3 separate regions of the Danio rerio genome follow, and regions 1 and 3 are each linked to region 2. The links are chromatin contacts, called in public Hi-C and HiCAR-type maps. All regions are on one chromosome and are shown on one strand. Each heading gives the region's core, a stretch centred on a gene start, on an enhancer-like site or on the middle of the called end of the contact. The rest is flanking DNA. Distances are from core to core; before and after follow the strand shown. Region 1 holds the start of si:ch211-133n4.9. Region 2 has its middle 22 kb from the start of hivep1. Region 3 holds the start of edn1 (endothelin 1).

Region 1 (2,700 bases), core at 17-2,516, 210 kb after region 2:
TGATTATAAAAATTGAATTATTGTGTATGGTTATATTCACAACCTGTTGCCACACAACTGCATTTAAAACCCCAATAAAATAGATTTTTGCATAATACGTGCCCTTTAAACTAAAACCTTTAAACTCCCACTGAAACTATTCTGTAGGATGCCCAGGTAAACATTAGGCATTAAATAAACATTAGCTTGCTGTACTTTGGTATGCTTTCCCTTCTGGAATGAAGAACAAAGAAGCTTCGAGTATCTGAGTAAAGTGTTGTGTCTTAACAGCAAATTCATATTTACAGAATTTAACATTAACAGAAATAAATTTATGTTAGCTTCTCAGTTTCAAAATATGTATCGTTTTAGTGTTATGCTGGTTTATATTTTTGTTAAAGCCATGAGAGTGGACAGTTTAAATGACACATTGTTCATTTCCAAGAAAAACATGGACTAGAATTATAATTTTATTTTAAATTTTATTTTATTTTAACTGAATGTTATTTATTTATTAATTCATTCATCCATTTTCAGCTTACTCTCTTGTTTATCAGGGGTCACCACAGCGGAATGAACCATCATCTATTCCGGCATATGTTTTACACAGCAGATGACCTGCCAGCCACAGCCCAGTACTGGGAATTTTTTTATTTATATAAATTTTATTTTTATATTTTATTTAATAATTTTATTTTAAAAAATTTATAATACTTTTATTTTATTAGATTTTGCAGACAACACATTACATAAACTGCAGCAAATCGGCAAACAACAAGCTTGCATTTTAACTAAATAAGACGAAAATATAAAATAGGCATTTCGTATTTGTTGTGAAGAGCCTGACACGTGGCACAAACATGAGCAGGCGAGATTTGGGGCTTGCAACAGTAAGAGAACATACTGTAGATCAAGGTCGAAAATGAGCAGCAAACAATCAGAGTCCAGAATAACAATCCAAAGGTCAAACAAACAGACAGGCAAATTATAAAAGTAAAAGCTCAGAAATAAACAAAACATAACTGCAAATGTGAATTAAAAATAAATAAATATTATAATAGATAATAAATTATGCTGGAATATTTATAACTAAGAAAGTCACAAACCACCTCTGATTGCTTATACTGGCAAGTTACACTGTTATTACTATTTATTTCGTTATTCATTCACTTGTCTATTTTTCCAGCAATTCAGGTCTGTTTCTCATAAACCCTGTTTGAGTTGACATCATAGTAGCGAGTGTGTGTAGGTGTGTTCTCTGTCCGACACTATTTAAATGTGAACGCTGTATTTAAGTTCATTCAGTGAGGCAGGAGTTGGACCTGTCAGACCTTTCTCTAGTCGCTTTTTTCGTGATTCAGTTCAGATGAAGATGCATCTGCTTGTCATCTCTGCACTGCTTGTGTTCAGTTTTCCGTTCATCACACCTGAAGTTGTAGATTCGTTCAGTAAATGCAGTCAGTTTTTTCTAAATGGAGAGCCTCCGGTGATTTCTGGCCTTCTCGAGGGATCAGTCTCACTGAATGACAATCACAAGATCATCTGTCAAAAATATCAGAATCTTTACACATTTGCAACTTTCTACAGTATAAAATTTTCAGAAAGATTGCCGCACAGGATTCCCGTTTTTTCAGCCTACAAATATACTGGAAGTTACAAAGGGAGACCACGTCTATCATGGATGATCGAGCCACAGGTGATGTTTATTGTTTAGTGACATGAATCTGTAAGTCCATTTTTGGCCATGAATTTTGATCAAATGTTAAAACACAAAACTTGTAAATATAGTAAATACTAAGTTTTTGGTAACACTTTATAATGACTACACACTATGAATCATTTATTAAGCATTAGCATCTAATAAATTCTTTATTTTTTTTAAGCATTAACTCTACATTAATAAACGTTAGTAAGCAGTTCATAACTGCAGTTACAAATGCTGTATTTTTGACTTATGACTAGGCCCACACGGAATCTGCGCGCGCAGAATTGCACAAATTTTTAGCCCGTCATTAAATCTGTTTATATACTTGAGTAAATGTGTGTAAATCTGTATTTATTCAGTTTTTAAATTAATTACAGAAATAGTATTGACTAATATGAAAATGTTCATCTGATTTATGTACAATGCAGTTTGTTCAGAAATATTTTCTGTCTTTTAGTAGATATACTATAAGACAAACTTGCTTTATTTACTTCAAATAAAGTTAATCTATTTACATTTTAAACATTAAATAAAAGTTTAAAAATATATCGTTTTTTATTTAATATATTAAGGTTTTAGTTATGATACTCCCCAAAAAAATTCCGCAGAAATCCGCAGACTTCCACCAAAATTCTCCGCAGAAATAGCAAAAAACGTCCACAGATTTCGTCTGGCCCTAGCGATAAGCCATATTTATAATTTCTGAGTGATTGATTTTTCAATTCTAAATTAAGTATTGCATTATTTACAGATCATTTGTATTTAAGAGTAGTCGATGGTTTTTAAGATCATTCAGAATGCTAAATGATTAATAAACTATTGAAATCAACGTTAATAATTCTTATTATTCAGACATATAGTAATGGTTATGTATGTTAATAAACGCTTTATTAACACAACTTCATGCAGTTTAGCTTAAATGAACAATAATCTTTGCATTCCCTTTTAAAAAAATAAAATTATTGTGAAATTACTGTAAAAACATAGAATATAACAGAGCCTTTAATTGTCATTTA
Region 2 (2,700 bases), core at 159-2,658:
ATGGGACCTTGATCTTTCTTGCAACAACTTTTAACTTTAAAAAGTCAGTCAATTTAATAGTGTAAACTGATATATTGTCTGGGTTGGTGTTGTATTTTACACTACAAAAACATTGTAATATACACCACATTTTCAGTTATTTTACAGAATTTTTTCTCTATTTCTTATTCTTTATATTATTTCAAACTGCTAAAATGTCAATAAAATAGTTGAATTTTCAACATCAAAATTCAACAGAACAGGGATCAACATCCCATAATGCAACTCACAACCGTAAATAAACAGAAAACGTTTGCAAATCCCAGCATACGGAAACTGTAGATTAAAAGATATTTGTTACAGTGAACAGTAACTAACTGGCAGCAGTTCCCCATTACTTCCTGCTGTAAATCAATTACAGCAAAAATACGGTATTTACACTTACAGCACCATTTATGTTACTGCATATGTATTTGCAGTATTGTATATCTTTGCTGTAAAATGGAGTAATTTTAACAATGTAACTTTGAAATACAGTAACACACTGCATAACTCTCCTACAGTGAAATACAGTTCACATTACAGTTAAATATTGTGTAATTTACAAAAGTCATTTACAGTGGATAGTTCGCAAAAAATAGGTATTAAATGTATTAGGTATACATTTGCTGTTAATTTACTCATTAAAAGATCAACACATTAAAGATTTTTTAAGCAACTACTTGCACTTTTAACATAAAAAAACAACAACATATATATATATATATATATATATATATATATATATATATATATATATATATATATATATATATATATATATATATATATATATATACAGGCAAAACCAAAATTAATATCTGCTGCTCAGAATACCCTGATGTCCTATAAAGAAAAATTATGAGAAAATTAATATTATTTGGAATTAATTACCTTTAATATAGAACCTGAGAGCATAAATTATGTCAATGCATTAAGCCGACATATTAAAATATGCTAAATCTTTTTGCATTAATCAAGGACCAGAAACAAAACACACACACACACACACACACACACACACACACACACACACACACACACACACACACACACACACACACACACACAAAAAAACATTTTTAATGTTCTTTTGGAAAAAAAAAGGTAACATCTAGTAAATATAGTATAACAGCAAATGTACTTAATTTTTTGGTGAACAACTATCCACTGTTAACGATTTTTGTACATTACACAGTAATATACAGTATTTTTTCATGCTGGTAGTAAAGCGATTCACTAGATGCTGCACTAATGTTTTGCTTTAAAGACAACCTTAGAGCCCAATAATGTACATGATGCAAGCATCTCTAACAGAGCTGTAATCTCATGTGACTCAATTGTTCAAGGAGACCCCTCATGTTTACTGCAAAAACACCTGCATTTCTGCCTACAGCCCACAGAAGGCGCCAGAGCTCAGACTGTTACCTCAGACCTCAGTGGACAAGCGGGAAACGCGCAGCAAAAATCACAATTCTGATATTTACTCGCTCTCATGTTGAGTAAATCCTTCAAAATTATAATATTGTAATATTTTTGAATACAGTCACAGATCCAGAACAAAACACAATTTTTTGTAAATATCGGAGCGGACAATAATATTAACAGCTAGAATTTTGAACTGTAATTTACCTCAGACACTTGTAAACAAAAGTGATTTGTATTTTCCCCCATACTTTTATCAATGACTATCAAAGCATAACATTGTTAGAGGCTACCTACTTTCCCACTTTCGTGCCAAATCGTTCTGAGAACACTTGGGTATGGTTACGGTTGTTTCTCCAATGAGGACTCCGGAAGAGAACTTACCAACAGCTACATGCACTGCTGAAAGACTTTTTTTTCTGCTGTGCATCGAATAAAGACACGCTTAACATTATTGATGTTCACAATCCTATAGCTACATACTAAATCCAAGTAACACGAACTTCCAGACTCAGGGGCGGACTGGGACTAAAAATCAGCCCTGGCACTGTAGCCACACCAGCCCACATTACTACACCGACACAGCCCCATGCACGGACACGCACATTCACTACTTATTTTGGTGTACAGATGGTGAAATAATATAAGCAGTACCATATATGTAACAGATATTTAAACATTTAATGTATGTGACTGGAACAAAAACAAATTTATATATATGTGATCATTCATTCATTTTCTTTGCTTAGTCCCTTTATTAATCTGGGATTACCACAGCGGAATGAACCGCCAACTTGTCCACCATATGTTTTACGCAGCAGATGCCCTCCAAAGTGCGACGCACTGTGAAACCCCTATACACACACATTCACATACATGCACTACGGACAATTAAGCCTGCCCAATTCACCTACATCACGTGTTTGGACTTGTGAGGGAAACCAGGAGGAAACCCACGCGAACATGCAAACTCCACACAGAAACACCAACTAACCCAGCCGAGGCTCGAAAAAGCATCCTTCTTGCGTCCCTCCGCTGCCCTCTTTTGAGACTATTTCTGTTAATTTTATGCATTTCGGCAGAGTTTAACTTTTTTTTTTTGACATTCTAGCCAGATTTTGGGTCAGCCCATCTCGAAACCAGCCGGTCATTGTTGATTGGGCCAATGCTTAACATTTATTATTATTATTACTATTATCATCATCGTCATCATCATCAGAATACTCACATCTTGCAAGAGATAAAAGCTGCCTGCAT
Region 3 (2,700 bases), core at 191-2,690, 130 kb after region 2:
ATTCCAGTCATTTCAAAGATGAATTTTCAGCTTCATTTCTCCAGTCTTCAGAGATCACTTTATTATTAATTAATATTGTTGTTACTATTATTATTATTAATGGTAATAGTAATAAAAGCAATAATGACTAGATTAATAATTTAATTCGAAACTACATACAATTAGAAAGCAGTTAGAAAGCACACACACACACACACACATATCTATATACACATACATACATACATACATACATACATATATATATATATATATATATATATATATATATATATATATATATATATATGTGTGTGTGTGTGTGTGTGTGTATACAACTATACGCATACAAACTATATACAAATATTATGCATAAATGTTAAAAGAGGAGCATATATAGTTAAAATTATCAGCCCTCCTGTGATTTTTTTTTTTTTTTGTCCCCATGATGTTTAACACAGCAAGACATTTTTCACATTATTTCCTTTTTTTTTCTTCTTCTTCTTCTGGAGAAAGTCTATTGTGTTTTATTTTGGTCAGAATGAAAGCACTTTTAAAAAATATTTTAGGTCAATATTATTAGCCCTCTTAAGCAAGTCAGCCCTCTTTCCGATCTACAGAACAAACTACAATGACTTGCCTAATTACCCTAACTTATCTATTTAACCTAGATACGTCTTTAAATGTCACTTTAAGCATACTAGTATCTTGAAAAATATCTAGTCAAATAGTATGTACTCAAGAGAGAGAGAGAGAGAGAAAAAATGACACCCAATCAGAGTCAGAATATCTGTGGAGGTTTTCACTCACTCACATGGTGTTTAACTAGCCTGACCCTTAACCTAGTTAAGCCGTCAAAAGCGGAATACTAGCATGAAAAATACGTAGTAAAATATTATTTACTGTCATCATGGCAAATATATAATAAAAAATTTTTAGAAATGAGTTATTAAAACTATTATGTTTAGACATGTCTTTCCGTTGAACAGAAATTGGGGGGAAATACAGGGGGGCTAATAATTCAGACCTCAACTGTATATTTAACCTTCAAGTGAATAGGTTTTGTTTTCATGTCATTATTTTATATATAGCCAATACACTTTTATGATACTCGTTACATGTATTACTCACATTAATCCTGATATGTTGCAATCGTCGTTGGGAGTCTCGAAGTCCTTGTTTCTGTCTGTCCGCGCTACTCTCGCGCCCTCTGTCGTCCTGTATGAAAACTGTACCACTTGAAGACACCTTACAAACCGTAAAAACTTGGCACCAAACGGCCGCCCGGCGTCTCCATCCCGCTGGAATCTCAGGAATACAAAAACTTCTTATCTCGCTCCACACGCTGCCTGTAGCTGACTATTAACAAACAGTATTGTTTTCGCGCGGGCGGGAGGCGTGAGCGCGCGTATATAAGTGCTCCTGCACAAGACTGAGCTCGAGACTCCACAATAAACACTGCAGCTTATTAGAGCAAAACTCTTCAGCTGTTTTACTGGACTACTACTGGAATACGGGACTTGCATACTACAAAACAATGCATTTGAGGATTATTTTCCCAGTTCTGACCATGCTGACATCTGGATTTTTTGACTTTGGTATGTATTTAAAAAATATATATATATATATATATATATATATATATACACATTTATATATTGTGATAATATTTAAATAGCTTTATAAATAGTTTCCTTTCAGTAGTAATTTGATTTAAACAGCTTTATAAATAGTTTCCCAAATGCTCTATATCTATATAAATCTATATTATTGATCTATATATTATGGTAACCAGGTTTAAACAGCTTTATAAATAGTTTCCTCAATACTCAACATCTATATAAAGCTATATTATTGATCTGTATATTATGGTTACATAGTTTAAACAGCTTTATAAATCTTTTCTTCAGTACTCTATAGTTATATAAACCTATTTTATTGATATATATATATATAAATATATATATATATATATATATATATATATATATATATATATATATATATATATATATATATATATATATACATATTTATTGTGGTAATATGATTTACACAGCTTTATAAATAGTTTCCTCTAAACTTTATCTATATAAATCTATATATTGTGGTAATCTGGTTTAAACAGCTTTATAAATAGATTCCTTAATACTCTACATCTATATAAATCTATATTATGTATCTATATATTGTGGTAATATGATTTAAACAGCCTTATAAATAGTTTCCACAATACTCTAAATCTATATAAATATATATTATTTATCTATATATTGTGGAAATACAATTTAAACAGCTTTATAAAGTTTCCTTAACACTCCATATCTTTATTATGTATCTATATATTGTGGTTATATGATATAAACAGCTTTATAAATAGTTTCCTCAATACTTAATATCTATGTAAATCTATAATATGTATCTATATATTGTGGTAATATGGTTTAAACAGCCTCATAATTAGTTTTAAAGTCTACATAAGTCTTAAAAACTGCAATATGTCAAGATACAAACATAAAAAGTGTAATATCTCAGTAAGCTCTTTATAAAAACAAGCTCCAAACACATTGAAGATAAACCTTTACTATTCTTTTAGACTATGAATTGTGCATCAATGTCATTTTTAATTAAGCGCGACAAATTCAATCATCTCTAGTCAATCATGCAAAGTGTTTTTAATATGTAGAAAAGCTAATAAATTGAATGTACCTTTATGATTAA

What was found. A called contact is a pair of places that touch in the nucleus more often than the background predicts. HiCAR-type assays count read pairs that join an accessible place to other places.
Region 1: a Hi-C map of an unstated tissue shows a contact between it and region 2, with 5 times the contacts expected there. The contact joins the promoter of si:ch211-133n4.9 here to the enhancer-like site in region 2. A contact is called at or near these places in 2 of 18 Hi-C or Micro-C datasets (caudal fin and an unstated tissue).
Region 3: a contact with region 2 is called in a HiCAR-type map of caudal fin, with 16 times the contacts expected there. The contact joins the promoter of edn1 here to the enhancer-like site in region 2. A contact is called at or near these places in 8 of 18 Hi-C or Micro-C datasets (caudal fin, embryo, hematopoietic stem cells and 2 more) and 1 of 4 datasets of contacts at active chromatin or transcription factors (caudal fin).

Annotation. Positions count from the first base shown.
Region 1 is chr19:3,718,763-3,721,462 of GRCz12tu, reverse strand. si:ch211-133n4.9 reads left to right here and starts at 1,266. Exons shown (of 2, transcript XM_009293967.4): 1 at 1,266-1,675. The coding sequence starts at 1,346. It also overlaps a transcript of si:ch211-133n4.6 not described here.
Region 2 is chr19:3,925,384-3,928,083 of GRCz12tu, reverse strand. No RefSeq gene overlaps it. Among named protein-coding and RNA genes, the nearest start is that of hivep1, 22 kb to the right of the region's middle. Within about 2 kb of position 1,408, at least 4 of the 62 cell types and tissues checked have an H3K27ac peak or open chromatin away from gene starts, as enhancers often do. A contact at or near this core is called in caudal fin, where this site is marked.
Region 3 is chr19:3,796,522-3,799,221 of GRCz12tu, reverse strand. edn1 (endothelin 1) reads left to right here and starts at 1,440. Exons shown (of 5, transcript NM_131519.1): 1 at 1,440-1,577. The coding sequence starts at 1,517.